Regions from separate parts of the Mus musculus genome. Here regions 2, 3 and 4 are each linked to region 1. The links are chromatin contacts, called in public Hi-C and HiChIP or PLAC-seq maps. All regions are on one chromosome and are shown on one strand. Each heading gives the region's core, a stretch centred on a gene start, on an enhancer-like site or on the middle of the called end of the contact. The rest is flanking DNA. Distances are from core to core; before and after follow the strand shown. Region 1 holds the start of Gdi2 (guanosine diphosphate (GDP) dissociation inhibitor 2). Region 2 holds the start of Akr1c13 (aldo-keto reductase family 1, member C13). Region 3 holds the start of Akr1c19 (aldo-keto reductase family 1, member C19). Region 4 overlaps Gm40656 (a long non-coding RNA gene).

Region 1 (2,957 bases), core at 218-2,717:
TGCATTTCAACAAAGTCGAAAGCCGTGGGGCTCTTATTAAATGACTTGGACATTTGATGGATAGACATATGGGATCCATACATCAATGTTCCAGATGAAGTAATTTACCCATAATTTCACATTCAATACCCCCCCCACACACACACACCGCAATTGATATTCAAAATGGTCGGTTCTCTTCCCAACTCCTTTTTGCAAAAGATCAGCCCTTTTGTCACAGTGGGGGGCCGGGGGGAAAGCACAAAGTATAAAAACCTGTCTATATTTTTCCCATATTTAAGCAGATAGATACTGACGAAAACGTACTGGAGCATTAGGGACCGCCTTACATTTACATACCAGTACATTCACACTGCGCATTTATTTTCTAACCTCCCAGAAGTGTAACAAGTACAGAGAACTTAGCCTCCCCCTTCTCAAGAAACTGTGGCGGCACGCAATAAACCAAACAAAAGGGAAGCACGGGCCGGACGTGAAAAGTATTTAACAGACAAGTTTTGAGAAAATTCATTTCCCATTTCAAGCGAGTGGATGAGAGGGCAGTGAAGCAATTAGAAAAAGGGTGTTTGTTTTTTTCCTAAAGAAACTCGTTTCATGATTTTCTCTAGAAACTTAAGTTGGCCAAACTCTAGGACAAATTATCGATCAGCGATCATCCTTCTGTTTGGCTTTCTGCGCCCTGAGACTAGCTGAGTAAGCTGCTGCTGCTGCTGCTGCTGCTGCTACTCGCCACTTACATAGGAAGTGCAGGCGCCAGCAGCGACTCCCTCCCGCTCGGTCCAGGGCTTGCCTGCTTCCAAGCGGGAGAGGTCATTCACCCAAAGGGGAAGTGCAAGGAGCACAAGCTGTTTTCCCGGTCCTCTTCCTTCCTGCAGGAGGACGAGGCTGTCTCTCTCCGGCTGCTGGGCGGTTCTGCCCTCAACTTCCCAATGGGCAGGCTTCCCACGGACACGTCCCGGCTTCCACATCCTGGTTTTCCCTAACACACTACCGACGCCTTCAAATCACTGCATCCCAACAAGCCACGACCTCCCTATCCCAGACTCAACGCGGGCGAGTGGGGACGGCCCCCAAGGGGGCGCAGACACCGGCAGTTCGGGCGCGGGCGAGGCTCGTGCACACCGATGGGACCCGCCCTCGCCCCCGGGCCCGGCGGAGGCCGGCCGGCCGCGTCTCCCCGCAGCCCGCCGCAGCTCACCGTCAGGCCGGTGCCCAGCACGATCACGTCGTATTCCTCATTCATGGCGGGGAAAGGAGCGCACGCGGGGGCTCGGAGGCCGCCGTAGAGAAGGGAGCGAGAAGTCCGGCCGCTCTGGGCCCCGGGGGTCGGGGGGAAAGGGAAAAAGCGAGGAGAGGAAAAACGGAGCTGAGGAGGAGGAGAGGCCGGCCGCCACCTCAACGGGAAGAGAAGAGCAGGGAGGGGAGGGAGGGGAGGCGGGGAGAGCGCGGGGTGAGGAGAGCGAGCTCCGGCGCCGGGGCGGGGCGTGCGAGAGGCCGACGGCGCCGTCAGTCAAGGGGATCCTGCTCTCTCATTGGTGAATTTCCTTAACCCCACCTCTCCCCCCCTCGTTCCCCTCTCGCGAGAGAAGGGCGGACTGCTGCCATCTTGGCTTCCGGTTTTGCGCTTTTTTTTTTTTTTTTTTTTTAAATTTCACCCGTCTTGTGCTCCTGTGGTATGGGCGGCGACATGCGAAGCTGAGGGTCTAGTTGAATAGGAGGAACAAGGCGGAAACTGCAGCTGGGCTACCACGTGCCTGACTCTCGCGCCAAGGTGTGAGATGGAGCACGGTTGTTTAGGCTTCGGGCCACGGAGCCCAAGCTCCGCCCTTGGGACTTTGAGAGGTGTACGTGCATCGCCCTGGCCGAGCGGGGCCAAGTCGTGAGGACGCCAGCCTCTCCGAAGGTTGGCAGCCTCGTTGCCTCTGCAGCTTGGCTCCTGGCCCTGCCCCTGCCCCTGCCCGCGCGGGGCTGGGAAGACCTCAGGATTCTGTGTGCCCTGCTTTAAACTTGTATGGTTCTGTTCGAACAAATAAATGTGTTCTAAACTGGTATCCATGCTTTAGGTAAAATGTGGTCCAGAATGGCTTTCCTATATAATGCTCCGCATTCTAGCTTGTGATGCAAAGCAGGTTATAAATTTAAGAGTTGATAACCCTGGTACCCAAGCAACTGGGCTTCAACTAGTCTCTCAGGCTGAAGGCTGCCAAAATGTGCTTATAAAGGCAAATGCTGAATTGCACTATATTTTGTATGTTTGCTGTGTTTCAGCCTCTACATGCAATTACCACACTAGAGGTGGGGCTTCTGAACCATCTTTGGTGTGCTGCCTGGTTCTGGATCCTGATCCTTGTTAAAACTTTGTTGAATCTAATTAATTTCAGAGTTGTTTTGTTTTGTTTGGACAACAGAATTGTCAGGGTGCAAAGTAGACCTTCCAGTAACCCTCAGGACCATTAAAGCAACATTTGCAGGCCCCTTGGACATCAAGCTCCACTGGCTTTGAACTAGCTGTGCTGTGCCTCGGCCCTTAGCACACACCTTTAATCTTGCTGGAATACAGGCACACCCTAAGTGCACACCTTTGATTCCAAAGGTAAAACTAGTTTATTAGAAGGAAGCACCCATGTTTAACAGTGATGTCTAATTGAGTGGCTTGACTGAATCAGAGAAAGGTTTGCCAGGTTATACCCAGCTCTCAAAAGAGAGAGGGAAGGGAAGCTATTTAAGAGGCAGTACAGAAGAGGAGGAGGAAGCAGTTTTACTGTGACAGTTATAAAGGGACAGGTTGCAGAGAGGACAAATTAGACACAAGTAAAGACAGAATGAGTCAAAGAAGAGGCGAAAAACCAAAACAGATTGCTATAGTTAAAGGTCAAGCAGAGCAATTCGGAAGAAGCAGAGAGGAGCCAGATTGAATCAGTCAGCTTGGAGAGGAGTTTGAACCAGAACAGCTGAGT
Region 2 (3,032 bases), core at 483-2,982, 650 kb before region 1:
CAACACACAAAGACACATACAATCATACAATACTTACAAAGGGTTGAAAAAGTAAATGAGAGTAGCTTTTTCATTGTCCTAAGAATCTCTACAGTTATCTTTTCACGATAAAAGACAGTGATTAAGTTCTGGCTTCTACCACCTTATCTGGAAACGAGCCCTGCCTTATCCAAGAGTAAGGACACCGTGAGTTATCAAAGCTGAGGCTCCAGTAGTGGCCTTGACCTATTCTTGATATTGTGCAACTTTGCAAAAGTAACAAATCCTGTGTAGATCTCCAGATTTCTCTGGAGTCTAACAGGAAGGAGATGGACACATTTGAAGTCAAGGGAAGAGATCCTTTGCCACACATTTAAAAGGTATCAGGAGGAATAGAAAACAAGAAAGTCCCTCCAGGTTTGCAAACAGTCCACTTGATGTTTTTTGTTCTGAGGACAACCATGTTCTAAATCCAAAATACACTAATGAATACCAATAACTCACATTTATCTTTACTAGGTCCTCTTTCTCCCCATCATAATGATTCACTATAAAATTCCAGAAAGTTTTCCACAGTTGAGAGTTATACATGGGAGATCTCACTTAGTTCTGGTAAACATCCACTGTGAGATGCTGATGGCTACCCTGAAACAAAACCAAAGTATTTGCAAATATTTGTTTCATGCCTTAGTCTCCGACATTGGTTCCCAACCTTCCTAATGCTGCAACACTTTAATTCATTGCCTCATGCTGTGGTGATCCCCAGACATAAAATGAGTTTGGGGTTCCAACCCACAGATTTGAGAACATACAGGAAGCCACCCTGAATGTTCATTTCCGGCATTTTGCCTTTTTGCAATGAAAAATTATGTTGTAGGTTATGGACATAAAGAGAACTCCCCTCCCACACTGCAACCAAGAAAGCTGATAGGCAATCTGGTGACTTTCTTCTCCTCTATCAATCTTTGAAGCATGGATACAAGAAAAGCATAGTGCCCAGAATTGTTAGGTCATGGGTCTGTCCCTTTAAGCCTGGAGCTCACAGCCAAGTTCACTCTTAGAGCTGGAAGGTCCCAAATGGGAACAGTAGATTCACAGACATGCCTAGGCCAGAAAAGTAAATCCAAGGGGAAATACAAACAAAAATAAAAATAAAAACAAAAACAAAAACAAAAAGAGTCAAATCCTACCAAGACCAGATTCCCAGTCAGACAGTAAAAATAACAAGGAAGATAAACTTTCTCCCTGTCCCTGAATTCGCTTGCTGAGTTATAGTAAATGTTCTAGTGCTACTGAGACATGTACCCTATAGCTTCATTATATGCTGCACTAACACCTACCACAGGAGAAAATGTCTTTAGAGTTTGCCCCCCTTTGTTCCCCTTCAGCATGCCTCCCTACTGATTCACCAGGAACAGGGGTCTTCCTCAGAGAAAAGCAAGCATGAATATAGCTAGGTCTCCCAACCACAGCCACCAATTTCAAGTGCTGCTGTAACCTCTATTTATCAAGAACAATCAGCAAGCAGGGGATACACAATCAGACCCTGATGCAGGGCAAACCTAACTTTCTGTTCTCTTGTACACGGATTAGCTCTAGCCTGAGATACTGACAATCCTGTATTCTTACCTCCTTGGGTTTATAGGTGCCAAAGCCCAGGGCAGGAATTAAGTGGCCATCATTTAGTTTGACACAGTGCTGTTTGGAGCTCATTGTCTCTCACTCCCCTGGCTAAGCACTTCCTGAGTATTCTGTTGCCCTGAAGCGGAAGTGGGTAAACATCGTCTATCAACTTCCTGTCTAATGGTTAACAAGGGACACTCCCTTTCTGGCAGTTAGCCATGCCTACTCACTGGCTAATGTTTAACTATCTGCTATCCAGCTAATGATTAATCAGTGCTACTGTCTGGCTAATGGTTAACAGTACTGTTGTGTGCCTACTGTTTTAAATACTACTATTGTCTGTCTAATGGACACCAACACAAGGGAGGAGTCAGAAATTTAAAGCAGTATTCCACAAATAAGAACGCAAGCCACTCATTTTCATATAAAGGATAAATTTCAAATAAAGTACTATATAAGATAAAGTACGTGTTTACTGTGGTTTTTCTCTTCTTTATCTCATATATTAAATACTATTAAAGAAGAGATTGGTTGAACAATTATAATACTGAAGATACTTATTTTCATTTGGCCATTATGAAGCCTCTACTTGAACATGCATCACTGAAAATCATGAGTTACTGCATGCCCTGTAAACATAAAGAAAAAAGAAGCCACACTTGAGCACTTAAAGTGATAGGGGCATCAAACCACCCAAAAAACTTTGACTCAAAATTTTCCCTGTCTACAAGAAATGCAAAGATAAGATGGAGCAGAAACTGAGGGAATGGCCAAGGAATATCCAGCTCAACTTGATTCCCATCCCATGGGCAAGTATCAGTCCCTGAAAGATGTTATGTTATGGTTGCAGACAGGAAGGAAGCTAGCATAACTGTCCTCTGAAAGGCTCCATCCAGCATCAGACTAAAACAGGTGCAGAGGCCCACAGCCAAACTTTGGATGGAGCTCAGGGACTCTTATGGAAGAGTTGAGGGAAGGATTGAGAGTCCTGAAGAGGGTAGAAACCCTATAAGAAGACCAAGAGAGTCAGCTAAACTGGATACTTGGGGGCTCTCAGAGACTGAACTATCAACTAAAGAGCATACTCAGACTCAACCTAGCACACACACACACACACACACACACACACACACACACATAGTAGAAGTACAGCTTGTGTCTCATGTGGGTCCCAATAACTGGAACGGGAATGTTCCTTAAAACTGTTGCCTGTGTAGTCTGTTTCCCTATCTGGGCTACCTTGTCTGGCCTCCTGGGAGAGAATACATCTAGCAATGCAGAAACTTGATGTGCCAGAGGTAGGGGGATACCCAGGATACCGCCACCCTCTCAGAAGAGAATGGGAGGGGTAGAGACAGTATAAAAGGGGGAGCAGGTGGGTAGTGATCAGGATATAAAGTGAATAAATAATTAATGGAAAAATAGTTCAT
Region 3 (3,304 bases), core at 663-3,162, 700 kb before region 1:
CTTGTTATAATTTATGTAGTGGGGTCACAGCTACAACAGGAGAAGGGTGCTTGGATCAAAACAGAAAGGAATTCAAATTTGCTTCTGAATTATGTGTCTTCCTCTAGCAAAGACTCCTAGGAAATACTGAGTTATTTTCTGCATCAAAGTGTAACAATATATGAAAATATCATCTGTATAGACAGCTGGTTGTTCCTTATTTTGTAAGGGATTATTGATGTTGAGTTGCTGGCCATTACAATAAAAGTTACTTTGTTTAGTGAAGATATAACCTGACTTAAATTTAAAATTATTGCCTACTCTGCCAGATTTGAGTAATGTTGAGAACATTCATATGTTAAAAAATAGAGGATTCACAATTATATTAAAAACTTCAGAGCAGGATATGATACCCTACCATTAATACCAATGTTCCAGAAGCAGAGGAAAACATCTCTGTGAGTTCAAAGTCTGCCTGCTCTACATAGCAAATTCCAAGCCACCCTATCTCAAAACAAATAAAAAAGAAAGGAAGGAAGGAATAGATGACAGGAGAGAAAGTGAGAGAGGAAGAGAAAAAAGAATTTCTTTTCTCAATGAAAAGTGAAATGGTGATTGTCAGCACTGAGCCCAGAAACCTGCCCAGGTTGTCTTGCTGCAGGCCTACTCAGGCTGAGACTTCTGGACACTTGTTTTCTTTTTCTTTTTCTAAACAATATTTTGGATTAATTTCATGTATGAATGTTTTGCTCTCATGTAGGTCTGTGCATCATGTGCAGACAGTGCCTGTGGAGTCCCATGTTGGATTACTAGAATTGGAATTATTGATGGTTATAAACCACCATGGGACTGCTGGGAATCAAACCCTGGTCCCTGCAAGAGCAATAAATGCTCATAGCCATTGAACCAGCTCTCTAGCTCTGCTGCTTTCCCTTCTGCATGCCACGTTATCCTATAAAGTAACTATGTCTCACCATAGTTCTTCACTCTTGATCTTTGAATATTTATGAGAAGGTAAATTGCATTCAGGGCAGCTTGGTCATTGTTACTCCACAAATATCTTTGTAAATCTTAGAGATAAAAAATGTACACATTCAAAGTTAAAGGAATAATTCACTTATTTTAAAATTGTGAGACTTTAAGGAAGATTTTAAAATATGAAATTTCTTCAAGGTTTGCAAATTGCCCTGTTTGTTCACCTCACTTCAGAGAACCTTCTGGACAATGGTGTTCCACTCCTAAGGTACAGTAGCAAAGACCAGCTAGCATGTCACCATTACCATTTATACCAGCATCACATTGCAGTGTCCCCTCAGTCCCCACAATTGAGAGTTGTAAGTGGAGGCTTTACTTAACTCAAGTGCAGCATTTACTGTGAATTTTACTGAGAGCTTCTCTACATAGAACTGTGATAGTCCTTAGACATTTATACAAACATTCAACATGCTGATTTTTCTAAGTCTTGTATTATTTAATAGGGAGAAAATACCTGAAATACATAGCTAAACAGAGGAACCTCTCTTCTTTCCTCTGCCATTACCATAGAATCAAGGAAGCTGATGGTGTTGTGGACTGGTAACTGATTCTTCTAGCAAGCCAAGACCAGTTATTGAAATTATTGGTAAGTGATGATGTAATTAGACCTTGATACAGAGCAAAGTCAAACTATCTTCTATCCTTTACAGTAGTCTAGAGAAACAGAACCAGTTGAGTCCCACTGAGTCACATAGCAAGTGAGTGACTTGATGGCTTCATCTCCTCCACCCACCCTCAGTCCATTTTCTTTTGACCCATTCACCGCAGCACCACTGTTCTTACCTCTTCTGGTTTGTAGGTGCCAAAGCCCAGCGCAGGGATGAAGTTGCCATCATTCAGTTTCACACATTGCTGTTTGGAACTCATTGCTTATCACTCTTCTGACTAAGCAAGTTCTGCTGCTCCTGCACCCTTCGTGGAACAGTCAATCAGCTTCCTGGCTAATGGATAACCAAAGGCACAACCCCCTCTAATGTCTAAGCAGTGTTGTTATCTGATTAATGATTAAACAGCACTTACACCTGTCTAATGGTTACCCAGTGACATTACCTGTTTAATGATTGACCAATACCAAAGGGAAGGTAGGAATTTAAAGAACTGCTTTTACCTGTGACTTGGTATCATTCAGATAATGGTACCAAGATAAAAGATAATTCTGTAGTGAATCATGATTTTTAAATTAAATTTCTCTTTATGACATATAAATTACTGTCAGCTGTTCCAAGCGGTTAAGGGACAATCACTGGTTGTTTTCTAGATAGAAACCTTGTGGTGATGGGGATATCTCAAGTCTCCCCTTGTCTCAAGCTCAGCAGCACTTTAAGTTCTTATGCACAAAAATTGAGCAAGCAGTCTAGCTTGAGTTTCAGCAAACAAGGAAGTTTAGACTTCAGAATAAAAGCAGACCAAGGGGGGCAACAGTGGTCTTGACTCTGACAGGCACAGTCTTCTCTCTCTCTGTTGTCTCTTACCTATATTTCCCTCAGTGTGGGCACTTTTAGAAAAGGGGTCTATATCTCTTGAAAGACTATTTTATCCCAAATTCAGTGTAATAAATGAGGAATAGAATCTAGATTAACCCCAAAGTTGAAATGCTCACTAAAATAAAAGTGTAGCATCAATAGGCACACACTCCCATATGAGGAAGTTACTGAGCTGGTTTGAGCTTATCCAGGTAATGTCAACCACTTCCACCTGGTGTTCTTTCTGTCCTATTTTGGAAGACTAGCACTGACCCAGTGAGGGTGAATATGGCCAAATATTGTTGTAACCTATTTTACCCACTACCAGCAGCTATACAACCTACTCAGGGTCCAGAATTATCCCAGTTAAAATGACCACTACCATGGTACAATAACCCTAAGTGTACAGTAGTGGTACTCATATTTTGGTGGTAACTAACAGCTGTCTAATTGGACTTAAGACCAACTCAGCAGTCCTGGTGTTGAAAACTTAGCGAGCTACCTAGGACTAGTGAAATCATGGGCCTTCTAACACCTATAACCACCACATTATTAAGCTATTATCCCTAACTATCTTCTAAATACTTGCTCTTATTCTCAAAGTTAAATTTAGTCCCTACTCCTCATCAAGAAAACTTCTCTATAAAGCAGATTTAGGCCATCATAGAAAAAAAAAATAACAAAAAACCAACATGCACATTTGTGGAGCCTGGTCTCAACTGACATTTGTAATACAACTCTCATACCTAAGCCTCAGGGGTTACCTACAGCTCTTTATATCCTGATATGAGGAGACTGTAGGTCAGCTAACCTCTGCTCTACATGAG
Region 4 (3,076 bases), core at 156-2,655, 720 kb before region 1:
AAAGGACCCAGATGTAGCTGTCTCTTGTGAGACTATGCCGGGGCCTAGCAAACACAGAAGTGGATGCTCACAGTCAGCTAATGGATGGATCACAGGGCTCCCAATGGAGGAGCTAGAGAAAGTACCCAAGGAGCTAAAGGGATCTGCAACCCTATAGGTGGAACAACATTATGAACTAACCAGTACCCCGGAGCTCTTGACTCTAGCTGCATATGTGTCAAAAGGTGGCCTAGTCAGCCATCACTGGAAAGAGAGGCCCATTGGACATGCAACCTTTATATGCCCCAGTACAGGGGAACGCCAGGGCCAAAAAGGGGGAGTGGGCGGGTAGGGGAGTGGGGGTGGGTGGGTATGGGGGACTTTTTGTATAGCATTGGAAATGTAAATGAGCTAAATACCTAATAAAAAAATGGAAAAAAAAAGGTGCAAGAGTAAAACACCAAGTAGCATATAAAATCAGGACAATAAAGACAACAGGCAATTATTTAAGAAAAACTTTAAAGGCAATCAGGGCTTGGATATGTATTTCAAGTTCTGAAGGATCACAGCTTTAAACCTAGAGCAATATACCTTGCAAAATCTCTCATCTAGATTGAGGGAGGAAAAAAATATTTAATGATAAAATAGACTGAAGGAATCTATGGTCACCAAGCCACTCCTACAGGGGGTATTAGATGTTATTCTTCCACTGAAGATGTTGGGAGCCACGTGTGGATTAGAATGGTGTCCTGTGTCCAGTCTGCCACAGAGCTAGGGCTGCTTGGGAAGTTTGACTGCAAGTACCCCACGATGCTGCCTCGGGCCACGTGTCTGGCTGTGAGAAGCTGCAGGATCCTGCTCTGGAGGTGGGGAAGCGCAGTCTGAGGTCTGCGTGGACTTGGGGGTCCAGGCCCGCATAGAGGCTGAGACTGGTAGGTTCTCAGATTCTCAGACACCACAGATGCCGCTGGATGTTCAGGAGGAGGACTGCGGATGGTTCTCGAGGTGGTTTGGTTTAGTGGAAGCCATATCTGAGAATGCAGAGAGGCCTTGCTCAGGAGGTTACACTGGAGGCTTTTTAGCTGCTCCATTGCTCCAGCACTGTGGATCTCAATGAGAAGAGACAGTCCATGATTTTAGGGCATTTATTGTCATGGGGTAGAGGTAGAGAAAGTCAGGGAGAGAGAGAGAGCAGAGAAATAGAGGCTGGCCATGGCCACGTGGAGAGAAGGGGGAAGGGAATGTGGAAAGATGGGGAGAAAGAGGGCAAGAGAGAAGCAAGTGGGAAAAAGGAGTAAGTAAGAGAGTAAGAGAGAGAGAGAGGGAGGAGGGGGCAAGCAGCTCCTTTTATAGTGGGCTGGGCCTACCTGGTTGTTGCCAGGTAACTGTGGGGGTGAAGTCCAGACAGAATACAAGGAGCTTGAGGCGTTGCCCTGTGTGACTGATGGCCACAGAATTATGGAGCTGGGGCCTTGTGTCGGGAGCCTAGTGTTTGGGAGCATGGCAAACAGGCCTTTCATCCCTTGTAGAGTTATCTGCTGGATTTCCGGGGTTTAAACTTAGCTCGACCAGAAAACAGGCTGCCTTTCACAGTCCGACAGCCAGGCTCATCCAAGGGCCTCCATGAGCACCTGTTGCATGGAGAAGGAAAGTAACTCCTTGTCTAAAGCAAGAAAGAGGCTTGGCAAAGCCAGTAATAATCTGGAGCCATGGTTTTAGGGGAGCTCCCACTTCATTCTGGGAACTCAACTCTTCCCACCTGAAGGAGAGATGGTTATCAATTCCAAGGACTCTACAAACTCTAACTTCATTCTGAGAACTCAGCTCTTTCCACCCACAGGGGAGATGGTTATCAATTCCAAGGACTCTACAAACTCTAACTTCATTCTGAGAACTCAGCTCTTTCCACCCACAGGGGAGATGGTTATCAATTCCAAGGACTCTCTCTGTGTGCTTGAGATATCCTGCTTGATCAGTTTTTTCATGTTTGTCACTGAAAACAGAATAGGAGATTGTATCAGAACACAGGATTGATTCCAGGACACAATCTTCACCATCACAGATAAGTGCCACCTTAGAGTGAAGGAATGGCTAAATATATTCTAAGAAAATGGGTAACAAGCAAGAAGGTGTCACCATTCTGATGTCTGACAAAAGAATCTAGGTATCCATCATCCATTAACTGAGAAATAAGTAAAGAAAGCATTGGATATGCATCCAAAAGAAAGCTATTCATCTAAAATGGCTTTGTTTGCCATTTGCTACCACATAAATGAACCTAGGAATAATTATATTACTAGAACTACATGTCAAAACAAAAATGGTAAGCATTATAAGGCAGCAGCCATTCACAAATTTGTAAAATTTGTAAAAATGATGCTTTGGAAGAAATTAAGAGTATAATGGCCATTATAGAAGCTGAGAGAGTATGGGGGAGGGAGACAGTGAAGGACTAATAATGCACACCAAGGAATAGTTGGTGTAGGAAAGGAAGTCTAATGTGCTGTTGTATAGGAGGATGAGTATAGTTTTAAAATATAGTTTTTAAACCTCTATGTTATAGTTTGAATGTTTATTCTATAAAAACTAATCAATTTTTGAAGACACAGAATGTACTATATACATTTTATGTGTATGTTAAACATATATTACTGAATATTATTTTTTTCTGATTTAAATATTATCAAAAGATTAGATGATACCCTATTACTATGTAAATGTTTATGCTTATGTAGAATTGAATACTATGTCACATTTAGAAGAATATCTTTGAAATAAAGACAAACATATAGTATGTTTAAGAACCCAGAAATGATTATCACTGCATGTCGGCCACTGATTTTTGGCAAGATGTCAAAACTTTACATTGAGACTTAGACAGATTTTAACTGATGGAATTGAGTAAAACAGAAATCTAAAAGGCAAAACAAAGAATTCAGTCCTTTATCTCACATAATATGTGATAATCATCGTAAAATTGATTCAAGATTTCAATTTAGATGATAAGGCAGTAAAACTAAGGGCTTTGATGCTAGATTAGACTGTGATATCTGGAAGTTATGGGAAACAAAAAGAAAAAAGCTAAGAAGTCACCAGA

What was found. Hi-C and Micro-C count contacts between places; a contact is called where the count stands out from the background. HiChIP or PLAC-seq counts read pairs in DNA pulled down with a chosen protein or histone mark.
Region 2: an H3K27ac HiChIP or PLAC-seq map of embryonic stem cells shows a contact between it and region 1, with 6 times the contacts expected there. The contact joins the promoter of Akr1c13 here to the promoter of Gdi2 in region 1. A contact is called at or near these places in 1 of 484 Hi-C or Micro-C datasets (the G1E-ER4 cell line) and 2 of 115 datasets of contacts at active chromatin or transcription factors (embryonic stem cells and extraembryonic endoderm stem cells).
Region 3: an H3K27ac HiChIP or PLAC-seq map of extraembryonic endoderm stem cells shows a contact between it and region 1, with 8 times the contacts expected there. The contact joins the promoter of Akr1c19 here to the promoter of Gdi2 in region 1. A contact is called at or near these places in 1 of 39 promoter capture datasets (cranial neural crest), 2 of 115 datasets of contacts at active chromatin or transcription factors (embryonic stem cells and extraembryonic endoderm stem cells) and 2 of 9 other capture datasets (embryonic stem cells and liver).
Region 4: a contact with region 1 is called in a Hi-C map of the G1E-ER4 cell line, with 4 times the contacts expected there. The contact joins the enhancer-like site here to the promoter of Gdi2 in region 1. A contact is called at or near these places in 1 of 39 promoter capture datasets (cranial neural crest), 1 of 484 Hi-C or Micro-C datasets (the G1E-ER4 cell line), 1 of 115 datasets of contacts at active chromatin or transcription factors (embryonic stem cells) and 2 of 9 other capture datasets (embryonic stem cells and liver).

Annotation. Positions count from the first base shown.
Region 1 is chr13:3,536,585-3,539,541 of GRCm38.p6, reverse strand. It overlaps Gdi2 (guanosine diphosphate (GDP) dissociation inhibitor 2), which reads right to left and starts at 1,467. Exons shown (of 11, transcript NM_008112.4): 1 at 1,199-1,467. The coding sequence starts at 1,243.
Region 2 is chr13:4,189,887-4,192,918 of GRCm38.p6, reverse strand. Akr1c13 (aldo-keto reductase family 1, member C13) reads right to left here and starts at 1,732. Exons shown (of 9, transcript NM_013778.2): 1 at 1,609-1,732. The coding sequence starts at 1,692.
Region 3 is chr13:4,232,348-4,235,651 of GRCm38.p6, reverse strand. It overlaps Akr1c19 (aldo-keto reductase family 1, member C19), which reads right to left and starts at 1,912. Exons shown (of 9, transcript NM_001013785.3): 1 at 1,798-1,912. The coding sequence starts at 1,881.
Region 4 is chr13:4,255,865-4,258,940 of GRCm38.p6, reverse strand. Gm40656 (a long non-coding RNA gene) reads right to left here. Exons shown (of 2, transcript XR_873103.3): 1 at 1,347-3,076; 2 at 480-1,088. Among named protein-coding and RNA genes, the nearest start is that of Gm40656, 5.2 kb to the right of the region's middle. Within about 2 kb of position 1,405, at least 7 of the 459 cell types and tissues checked have an H3K27ac peak or open chromatin away from gene starts, as enhancers often do. A contact at or near this core is called in the G1E-ER4 cell line, where this site is marked.